Linked DNA regions of Zea mays: region 2 is linked to region 1. A link is a contact called in public Hi-C data. All regions are on one chromosome and are shown on one strand. The core of a region is the stretch at or near the end of the contact, and the rest is flanking DNA. Distances in the headings are between cores, read along the strand shown. Region 1 holds the start of LOC100273200 (Sterile alpha motif (SAM) domain-containing protein). Region 2 holds the start of LOC103629707 (heptahelical transmembrane protein 1).

Region 1 (5,758 bases), core at 2,311-4,810:
TTTTGGTTGTAGCTTAGGCCCTGTTTGTTTACCCTCTAGAATATATAATCCAGCTTAAATAAGTTGAGAGTTAAACAAACAACACAGATTATTAGGTGGATTATGTAATCTAGATACCTAGATTATAATAATCCATAAGCACATCAATAGTTGCTTATATAATCCATAAGCTAGATTATATAATCCTAGACAGGGCCGTTCCTGACTTTTCAGGGGCCCAGTGCGAAATCTGATATAGAGATCCACACACAAATATATATAATTATACATACAATATCGAATATTTAACGTATAAAAATTATTATACATTGTTTTGATGTTTATAAGATAACAAATGTAAAATATAGCCAAAAACACTTACTTCTCTTCTGATATCATTAAAAATATCTTCTAACATTTTGTGATACAAAGTCATCGCTTATATTATTGAGATCAATTTCATTCAACAACTTTTTTTCGATATATAGAATCGCCAAGTCATTTAACCTCTCTTAAGCTATTGTTGACCATAAATAGTTCAAAAAACATTTCAATTTTAAAAAGCTTCTCTCTGCCGGTGCAACCATCATGTGTATAGTAAATAATACTCTATCTATATTAAAATAAAATTCGTTTTGTTTCTTTAGTGGATTCATCATCATCTAGTTGAATATAAACATAAAAATCAAGAGCTAAAACAAATATTATTTTGAAACGGATAGAGTATTCGATAAGCAATTGAGACATTAGTTTAATAATTTAAACGAGACTGGTTGAAGTGCATCACTCTTTGCGTATTTGTGTCTAGAATAGATAAATTTAACAGGAAAAAATGCTAGCGTCTAATGGCTAGGGGGCCCTCTGATTTTGGGGGTCCGATGCGGCCGCACCTTCGGCACCCCCACAGGGACGGCCCTGATCCTAGAGGGAAACAAACAGGGCCTTAGTATAATACTCCATTTCTTTAGGAAGTGGTGTGCCCTTAAGGTTAGTTTGGAAATATAATCCTCTCCGGGATTCACGGGGATTGGAGGGGAAATTAAAAGCTAATTTTCCCTCCAATCCCCGGGAATCCCGGAGGGGATTTAAGTTTCTAAACTAGTCCTTAATGCATGATACACAACTCTATTCAGGAAAATAGTATACTGCGTTTGGATACCCGTATTCTGATATGTCCTTTATTTCCATGGCAACGGGTTTTTTTTTATTTAAGTTTTTTGTCATAATATGCCGAAGTAGAAACAAATCTTTCTTTTGCTTGGCCTAGCTTGCAAGTTTGACAAGCTATTTGATGGACAAATCAACAGGCTGCACATGTCTGATCTACATTTTGAGCCTTTCCTGTAGGATCACAGAGGCAATATGGGCAATATTTAGAGTTTATCAAACTGTTGTTTGCAGGTAATACTTGGCGAGGAGTCTCACAATGTACATGACATGTCATTTGTCATATGCATTGCAAGGTCCACCCCTATTCTTGCACCAGATCTTCTTTCTCATGCCTCAGGTAAGTCTTGCTGAATTCAGATTACAAATTGTGAACTCTACCCATGCAGGCACTAGCTATTTCACTTTTGATACTGTGTGGTCCTGTGGACAGTCCGAGTAATGCATGCACGTACTCTGATGAAACAGGCAAAAGCAATCATGTGGAGGCGTTGAGAGTATATCTTCTGTCAAGGTCTCTTTCCAGATTGAAGAACCAGTTCCAAGCTGGAAAGGGCATGGTAAGCAGTCAACGCCGTATGCTTTCTTCCTTTTCAGAAAAAAAAAACTACTCCTTTGTGCTCATAGCTTGCCTACATCCTTTCCAGATTACAGTTGACTGCATCGAAGGTTATCCACCGGTCAGTTTACTGCTAGGAAAGCACGTTTTCCTAAGTGCAGGGGATTTTTATCTGGCTAGTCGATCCTAGTTTCGTTTGCTGCATCCCAATTTTGAGCTGCTTCACCCATTGTTTTGCCGCAATCAGCTTAAAACAGCTTGGTTCCATTTATGCATCTCACCAAAGTCATGTATTCAGTAAAGGTGAAAGTCTCAATGTATGCTAATATGCTATAGCATGACATGTAAGCTAAGATTTTCAAATACCTGGCTATGGGTTCCCATAGGTGATAGCATGTTTGTTTGCAATCTCTTGGTTTTCGACGTTTTTTTTTTGCTGAAACTGCGGCATAAAAACGACTACAACACTATTGCTACGTTACGAGCTTTTTTCGTGTGATGATGACGAAAATAATCGCTATATACTACCATATAGAAAGATAACGTTGTAATTACGATTTGTATAATCTGGTCTGGAGAGTAAAAAATGGTCTTGCGATGGCAATGGTCAGGCATACAGGTTACAGGGTTCTAAACAGACTCAACCTGCAGTCTGCGACCCACGAGCATCCTCACCGTCCTCACCATTTTTCCACCAAACCAAATCACCCCACTAGGAAAACCCGGCTGGTCTCTGATTCGTGCTGAAGCTTAGATACTGCAAAACCGACGGGGGAAATTACACATTTTCGACATTATTTGCTCAACATTACGAAACACGCATTCTTCCTTCTCTTCTCAGGGAACTGAAAACGACGAACACCACGGTTGAGAGTTTACTAAAATCCTCTCCACCACAATTCCACAAAAGCAAAGCTATGACAACGACTGACGCAGCAGCACCGAACCCGAGCTGCCGGAGATCGGAGAGGAGACAAGCAAAGCAACTTTATCTTCACGTGGGTTTGAGGTCCTGAAACATGGAGTCCCACTTGATGTCGTCATTGCCGGTGCCCGCGCCGCCCTCCTCCTCCTCCTCCGTTCCGCACTCCTCGTCGTGGAACATCAGGCTCGCCTTCGCCGACGACAGCCTCGCGCCGCCGCCGCCGCTGAGGCCGCCCGCTCCGGCGACGGCAGCGGCGCCGTCGGTGATCATGAGCACCATCTTCTTGGCGGCGCTACCGGTGCTCTTCCGCTGCACGGCGCCGACTTGGACGGCGTCGTCGCCGCTGCAGATCCTCGGGACGACGGCGGCGACCGACGACGGCGCGCCCCGCCTTGCGCCGCCTCCGGCCAGCCGGCGCACGCACCGCGACAGGCACCTGGTGGCCCTGCGCGCGAGCCGCGAGCCCGACGACGCGGCGGCCTGCTCCTTGGCCAGCTTGAGGATCTCGAGGCGGTGCTTGGCGACGGCGATGCCCATGCTCTTGAGCAGGTCGTGGTCGAAGTGCGCCGCGTCCCCGGGCTCCAGCTCGTTCCGGCTGAAGAGGCGCCCGTACTCGTGCGCCAGCGCCGGCGCCAGCCCCGTCCGCGCCAGCCACGCGCACCAGTCGTCGTCCATGGCGTATTGGCGTTGCAGGCAGCCTGCCCTCAGCTTCCCTGTCCACCAACCTACACTTCCCGCGCGGCTGAGCGGCCAGTGAGCACACAGGACAGGACAGGACAGGACAGGAGTACAGGACCCAGCGCCCGCACTCACTGCAGGCCCCCTCACTGCCCGGCTCGCCGCAACTACTCGCGCGCTAGGATTTATAGGAAGGCATGCACAGCACAGCACAGGGCTAGAAGCTCGCGGCTGCAGAGGCGTTGCACGGCCAAGCTCACATGCTTTGCCTTGCCTTGGCACATGACAAGGCTGCCTGCCACCTCACGCGGATTCAGCGAGTTAAATTCGTGGACGTAGCGCTGTGGCGCCAACGCGGTATGTACATTACATACAAGCAAGCTTGGCTTCGGTGCACGGGTACAAGTAACCAACAGATGACGAAGCTCCAAAGGCTGTCAGCAGGCTGATCGATCTGATGACGCAGTTCGCGGTCCACCATCTCCATCCTGCCACCATGCACCACCAAATCTTGTGGGCACGGGCACGGGCACGGCCTCTCGATTGGTCACATGCATGCCCCTGCAAAGTGCGTGGAGCTGCTGCAGCTAATGGATGCTGGCTCTCCTTTACAGCATGAATAAACTAAGGCGGCCCGGTTTGAATCGGCTAAAAAGTTAGAGATAATTATTAGCTCTAGTGCATTTAAATAAGGGCTAAAAAATTTACTAGCGTGTGAGGGCTGTTAAAAGTTGCCGGGCGGGCACTTTGTGGCCGGCACACTCTGCTGCATTGTGCGGAAGGCGCATGTGTGATATGTAATTCTCTATCCACTTGAGACTTCATTTGAGATGTCTGAGGGAGGGTGGCACGAGCCGGGAAGGAGAAGGACGACGGACACGGAAGGGACGGACGGGCGACGACGTGGGTGGTGGCCCACGGGCCCTACATGTCTGTTACAGTGCGTGTTACTGCTTCGTTTTGGTAGAAAATTCGGGAGCGACCTAGGATTGTACTAGTAGTAGTAGCAGAGAAAGTCACGAGATCGATACGTAAAAGATTAGGCATGGGCGAAATTTGGACTGAGTCGCAGTTGGAATCTATAGCTAGACTGGCTGGAGCTGCATGCCTCAAACAAATGCGACGGCTATAAATGACTCTATCTTCTTGGCATTGTTTGCATCGTTCTGTATAAGGCCTTATTCGTTTGTGTCGGATTGCACCCGGAATCGTTCCAGCTAATCAAAATTTATATAAATTAGATAAACAATCCGGTTATGAATCGTTCTGACCCACCAATCCGAGACAAATGAACGAGCCGTAAAAAAACTCTGCCTTTTGAGTTTGTTTAGCCATGCCAACTTTCACGCCAAGAAGGGTTGGTTTAGTTGTAGCCATGCATGGTTTTGTTTTGACAAACAATCAAACCAGATCTTATCAAACAGGCACACTGGTGTGGTTTGATCCAATCCAAGAAGGTACCTTATTCGCGTAGCCACTCATGTACAGTTACCACAGTACAAGGACACATTTATATACTTTACAGAATTGTACTGCCAAAACTGCTCGGAATCCATTTTCTCCCCTACCGGACCTGCACTGGACCGTCGTCGTCACTGTGCTCGAGAGGTCCGATCCGATCCGTCAGCGTCTGGTCGATGACCAAGCTTGTGTTTACACTACAGCTACACTCGCCTGTACGGCCGTCTGGGGCTGTTGAGCAGCACCTTGTCCTCGATGGGGAGCCTGTACGGCGACACCTTGAACCGCTCGCTGTCCCGCCGCCGCCGCCGCTCCCGGGAGTGCACGAGCCACGCGGCCGCGGCGAGCATCCCGGCCGCCGACGCCGCGAGCAGCGCCTGGTACACCCGGCGGCTGTCCCGCCGCAGCGGGGGGCAGCCGCGCTGGCCCACCGTCCGGAACGCGCGCCGCACGGTCACGCAGCTCGCGACGTCGGCCAGGGCCGGGGACTGCCGCCTCAGCCCGTCGCTGAGGCCGGCCACGGCGACCATCTGCGAGTACATCGCCGGCGTCAGGCGCCCCGCCGTCGAGCACACCTCTTCCCGGCCCGACCCCGCCGCCGCGCGGCACACGTAGCGCTGCCAGACCTGCAGATGCGATGCGATGCGACCGAAGTCACCGAACCGAACACACGCGACGTCAGACATCTCGCCAACAACAACGCACGCACAGGTTCTTTGTTCGTGCCGTACCGTACCGTACGTACCTGCTGCGCGTCGGCGGCGGTGACCTCGCCGACGGCGCAGGGCCGGTCGGAGAGGTCGGCGCTGTAGGGGCTGCAGAGGAGCGGCACGGGAGGCCCCGACTGGTTGTAGTAGAGCGGGGGCCCGGCCTGCGGAGGCACGTTGCCGTTCGACACGTTGGAGAGCAGCTGGTTGAGCTTGGAGACCAGCTGGTAGTTCACCTCCTTGCTCCGCCGCAGCGCCTCCGCCGTCACCGCCGCGTCGGCG
Region 2 (5,758 bases), core at 1,147-3,646, 240 kb before region 1:
ACAGGTACGCCGCCCGCCAGCGCGGCTCGCACTGGAAGATGTAGTAGATGGGCGGGAAGAAGGAGACCACGATCATGACCGCGATGCCCGTGTAGTCGAGGCGGATCAGCAGCAGGTTCAGCCGGTGCGAGTGGCACGACAGCAGGTGGCACGCGCTGCTGCTCAGCAGGCAGAACATGGCCCCCGCCAGGAACACGAAGAAGGGCCACCGCGTCGTCTGCGACGCCACCGCCGTGCCATGCGAGGCCAGGCTCGGGTTCGTCTGGATGAACATGGCCGCGCCCTGGACGTACGGATATGGCGCATGGCATGGCATGCATCGAATTCGAATCCCAAGTTAATATCGTTATTGATTTGATGGCATGTAAAGGCTATCAAAAAAATCAACTAAAAAGAGATGACTACCCTACTACTAGCAGTACGTAGTAGCATGTTGGAATTAACATCTGAAAGCAATATAATAGGCTGCATGCTCTAAGTGACTGTCAAGGTACACCCTGAATACTACATCCAACCATATATATTCTTTCCATTGAGGTTTGTACTGATTGAATACTTAATTTAGTTGCAAAGCAGTGAAAGTTACTAAAAGGCCATGCCAGCATACCATGTAAACGGTCGTGCAAATTACTGTTTTGCACGGTAAATTATTGTTTTAAGAGTGATGTTTCAAATATGGAATCGGATATGTAGTGAGGTAGAAAGTATGTTGGAGATAGTCTAAGTTCGTCTACACTAAGTCAGGACTCATGACAGCAGAGGCTCACCCACCCACCCTTGCCTACCATATCATGCACATCAGAACAAACAAACAGCACCAAACCAGTACAAAACAAAACTGATGCATTCAGAGTAGCAGGCAGGACAGGATCTCCTTTCCTGCTCATGCGGATCTAACCAGGGCACTTCTTTTTTTTTTTTACTGCAATCCAGTATATATATTCTCCTAGCTAGAACTACCAGCAGCAAGAGAGAGACGGGGTGGGAGTTTTACTCACTGATAGGACATCTCCAATATTGCTGGAGACATTTTCAGCGACCTTCGAGATTGGCCTGCACAGCAACAAAGGGGCCCAACAAAAAAAAGCAGAGAAGATCAGTTTTTACAAGTAACAAGGTAACTTCTCAATTATGGAATACAAAATCTCATCCTAGCTGAAGCAAAGTGTTTTGGAACGGAACCGAAAGTGAATTGGTGAGACTTTTAGAACACAGCTGAAGTTACTAGCTCAGAAATTAAGAAGGTTCAGTACAAACGCACAAGAACCGTGTGCCTCTGGACCAGAGCCTAACGCTACGCGTGGTGTTCTCATCTCAATCGCCACTGGATAATGGCATGGCTGGGGGATGGATGGGAGCCTCGAAACGCCGAGCAATTCGCACAGTAGCTGAATTAATCTGAAGAGGAGTAGGAGGAGGAGGAGGAGCAGCAGCAGCTCACCAGGAGAGATGCCCAATCAGATCAGCCACCTGGGGGAAGTACTGGCCGAGGTGCACCAGGGTGAGACCGAAGAAGAGCATGAACCCGAGCAGGTGCCTGCACCCACAAGACCAGAGTACCAGACCACTACTGGTTTCAGCAGGCAGGAAACCATGCACGCACAGGAACGAAGAAGAAACGTCGAGACGGCCCGGGCCGTACGTACGTCCAGACGTTGATGGTCTCGTTGTGCCAGGAGAAGAGGCTGAGCACGGCGTTGAGGACGGGCCACTCGGAGCGGTAGTAGTTGAGGATGAACTCGTTCTCCTTCATGTACTCGGGCAGCTCGTGGTAGCTCACCAGCGCGTACTTCTTCCTCCCGCCTTCCTCCTCTCCCTTCCTCGGCTGCCTCCTCCGCCGCCTCTTGCCCCTTCCTCCTTCCTCCTTCATGGCCGCCGCCGCCGCCGCCGCTGCTTCTTGGTCGGCGTCGGCACACACTGTGGTGGCGACCTCCTCACTCGCCATGTGTGCCCACAGCCCACGCCTTGCCGCTCCTCTCTCTGCACCTCCCTAGCTGCGCGCCTTCTCTCTCTCTGGAATTATCAAGGGGGGCAGGGAAGGCTTGATAAAGGCCTGGAGCTAGCACCGCAGAGCGATATGGTGTGAGGCTGTGAGCTGCACTGCACTGCACGCAAGCAGGCAAGGCAAGGCAAGGAACGCAACGCAAGGCTGAAGTGGTATTTAAGCTGCTTTACGTACTGGCCTCTGGATTTATCTCCCCGACATGAAGCGAAACCCCGAAAACAAATGTCCAGCACCACCACTGTGTTGCTCCAGGGGGCCAGGCCAGGCGGCCAGGCCAGGCCAAGGCTCACATGCCAAGACAACACACACGAGGGGAAAGGAGGGGGCCTCATTGCTTCGAAGGAGACGTGGACAAATACAGGTAGGGCAGGAGCACAACCCACGACACTGCTGCACTCATGCTAGCAGCTCTCCTATCACATTTTTCTAATTCAAATTTCACTGTATAAACAGAGCATAAAACAGAAGTAAAAGGTAACATAAAAAGGGGGAACACAACGACAGAGTTCACTGGCATATTTAATTCTCTGACTGGACCATTTTAATGCCACAGAAACTTGAGTAGATTGCTAGTGCGGCATTGGCATTGGCATTGGCAGGATACAGTTAGTTGTGTGTAGCTGTTGCTGCTGGCGGCCGTCGCTAGCCCTTGAGTTTGAGTTTGAGTTGACCCGCTTTGGCTTGGTGCTTGCTGGCCACCCATCTACACCCACCTTCCCAACCGCCGCAATGAATTCTCCAGCGAATTCTCACCGCCGCTGCCGAGAACCTGGAGGCCCTGCCTGCCGCCCACCTGCAGGCCTCTTCCTTCCTTCCCGCTGTGGCGTGCGGGCAACCCGTTGGAACGCCGAGAAATAAAGCGCGGCGGCGGCGTCATGGTCCGGCGCTGGCCCCGCCGCCCAAGCCCAACTGGTTTGGTTGGGTTGGGAGCTCGGTCCGGCAAGGCAGCGGGGTCGTTCTGACTTGTGAGTTCTGGCGGATGGCTGTATTTCCTCCCAGTCACCGGCGTGATTATGAGCCTCTTGAGCCCTTGACGAGGTGATCGGTGCGGCACCGACAGTGCAGTGCAGTGCACGCACAAGGATCCGCAGGTTGTCTAATGAGTTATATGCGGTGGTCCGAGAGGTTCCGATGGGTTTCAGACCATACATCATCCAAGTTGGTGTTCAAACGGCTAGTAGTTCTGAGTTCTGACACGATAATATAATAGTTGCACTTGTCATCAGATCGTGTGAGATGGTGTTCGTCGGTCAGTATGACTAGTGGGGAATATGTGTTGGGCTTTTTGGGTCATCACGAGCACGATCCAAAAACAGAAGCTTAAAACACGGTTCGGCACGAAATAATATGGGCCGAGCTAGCATGACCCGAAGCGGGCTTGGGCCGGGCCTCAAATTCCGACCCATCGGGCCAGCACGGCCCGCACAGATGGACCGGGCTTGGGCCGGCACAGCCCAATTAAGCTCAATTTGTTTAATTTCTTTAATTTAGTAAGATATCGACTTTATGTTGTTGTGATATTTGGAGTTTATGTGATCAAATAATGCTAGAATTGTTTAATATCTTTAATTTAGTAAGCTATAAACTTTATGTGGTAATATTTTGATATTATGTGGTCAAATATACAGGCCGGGCTTGGGCCGACACGGCCCAACGAATGCACGACGTGATTTAGGGCCGAGCTAGACCACTGTTTTTGCACTTCGGGCTGTCACGGCATGACCTAAAATTTTTTGGACTTTTTTGGTCCGAACCCGTTTAGCACGATAGGCTTGGGCCGGGCTGGCCCGGCCCCGCTCAATTCACAGCACTAAGTATGACGATCACGGATTCAACGTAAGTTGCTTGTAATAGCTAGTTCATCGATTGATGGCTATATAAATAACCAACCAAGCAGCTAACACGCCAGTCCTTACCCCTCATTTGACCTTACCCCTCATTTGATAAACAAAGTTATATATATTATATGGAGAGAGAGAATGATCCACTGCTGAGTAGGAAGAGACTTGCAAGTCGGATTTCACGAGATTAGCTACCTTGCTAGTGCAGGCAAGAGTGGTTATTGTGCACCCATTGATCTCATTGGTCTTACTAGCTAGAGTCAAGTGAGAATTTGTACTTATTTCTCTTTGTGATCAACATTACCTAGATAATTTAGTGATGATTAGAGTGTGGTGATCACCTTCAAAGGTTGTGGCCTGTGGGTGACCCGACTTAGGACGGGTGCACAGGTGTGAGCGATTTACCATACTAAAGTGAAGAAAAACTAACTCGTAAAAAGCACTTAATCCCTACACGGACCAAGGGAAACCGACATCCTTGCACATCAACGCATATGCTCCAACTAAAATTAGTGGAGAGTGTCGAGTCTCCCATGCCTTGGAAAAAAGTTGATGTCTTCTAAATGCTTACATTACTTTCAGTGATTACATTTATACAATTTACTTTATAAATTTATATTTTTAAAATTACCATAATATCATAGGATTAGAATTAGAGTGTAAAAGTTTTTTTTATACATACTATGCACTCGGTTAAAGCTAAGCTTGCCATCAGAATTTAATTATCGCAATAAATTTTGGAAAACCTAATTTATCCTCTCTTAGACATCGCGACCGTTCTAACACAAATACCTTGAACTATCCGACTTCGAAGACATTATTATTAGTCCATGTATGTGTTCAAGAAAAGCAACCGTATCAGTCATCCCTGATACAGATGGCCAACCACAAACTGATAACCAATCGCTCCAACTGCTCTCCAGTTTTTTTGGCAACCCGTATTAGTTAGCGTCAAACTCTTGAACACGGGGAAAAATAAAGCAAAGGATTCTATGGGTTCACTAGAACAAGCAACAGAAGACCAGATCTGGTTAAAGAAATGGTAAAAATAAAAGGGGCAATTACGATTATACGCTTGTCTGACCTTGATTTTATCGATCGTTTTTCAACTTTATTATTTTACCCCTATATTTTAAAAAACGAAGTCGTTGTTTGTTTGTCCCTCCCCTTCAATAGTGTTAGTGAAAATCAGAATTAATGATTAAAAATAAAAAAATTAGGGATAAAATCATAATTACAAGGTAAGAAAAAAAGGGTATAATCACAATAAACTCTAAAAATAATATTGAAAATTTTAGAACGGTGTTAAAAGGAGAGGCAAACAATAGCTTCATTTCAAAAAAAGGGTAAAATCACAAAGTTGAAAAACAAAAAAGTTGAAAAACGAAAGGTAAAATCGCAATTACAATACCAAATAAGGGTATAATCATAATTACTCCAAAGTAAAAACACGATCATCCAGGGGCGAGCGGTAGGAGCAGAGCAGATGGGCGTCGTGTAATTGTTGCAGCTACTACACCAAACTTAGAAGGCGCTTTGAGTGCAAGTCATATCAACTAATGATGTTTACGCAGATAATGTAAAGCTATACACGCATGATGAAGTCATAGTTGGGAGCACCACGCTTGCTACTATAATTTCATAACCAATACAGCAGCAGATGAATAAAGGTATTCATGATGTAACCACAAGACAGGCTGTTGGAAAAACATATAGAAAGAGAGTAAACGCTTACGCATATTAATTCAGGAAACAAGAAAACAAGATGGTGCATTGGTGCTACACAGTATTTACACAAATATAAGACACCCCTCTTAGAAAGGGAAAAAAAAGGTTTAGAGGGTTGCTCTGTAATCATAAGCTCCACTTTGAAGTGATGTGAAAGTGTGAGCTTTGTATATTGGAAGCTTTG

The links. Hi-C and Micro-C count contacts between places; a contact is called where the count stands out from the background.
Region 2: a Hi-C map of ear shows a contact between it and region 1, with 1.7 times the contacts expected there. The contact joins the promoter of LOC103629707 here to the promoter of LOC100273200 in region 1. A contact is called at or near these places in 6 of 25 Hi-C or Micro-C datasets (ear, endosperm, leaf and 3 more).

The regions. Positions count from the first base shown.
Region 1 is chr6:106,566,177-106,571,934 of Zm-B73-REFERENCE-NAM-5.0, reverse strand. LOC100273200 (Sterile alpha motif (SAM) domain-containing protein) reads right to left here and starts at 3,560. Exons shown (of 1, transcript XM_008650816.4): 1 at 2,443-3,560. The coding sequence starts at 3,305. The coding sequence ends at 2,700. LOC103629704 reads right to left here. Exons shown (of 9, transcript XM_023300363.1): 8 at 5,515-5,758; 9 at 4,722-5,395. The coding sequence ends at 4,973. LOC100384866 (isoleucine--tRNA ligase, cytoplasmic) reads left to right here. Exons shown (of 27, transcript XM_008649996.4): 25 at 1,381-1,486; 26 at 1,615-1,706; 27 at 1,794-2,128. The coding sequence ends at 1,895.
Region 2 is chr6:106,808,430-106,814,187 of Zm-B73-REFERENCE-NAM-5.0, reverse strand. LOC103629707 (heptahelical transmembrane protein 1) reads right to left here and starts at 2,396. Exons shown (of 4, transcript NM_001346971.1): 1 at 1,647-2,396; 2 at 1,442-1,537; 3 at 999-1,053; 4 at 1-283. The coding sequence starts at 1,945. It overlaps LOC100384650, which reads right to left. Exons shown (of 13, transcript XM_008649980.4): 13 at 5,508-5,758.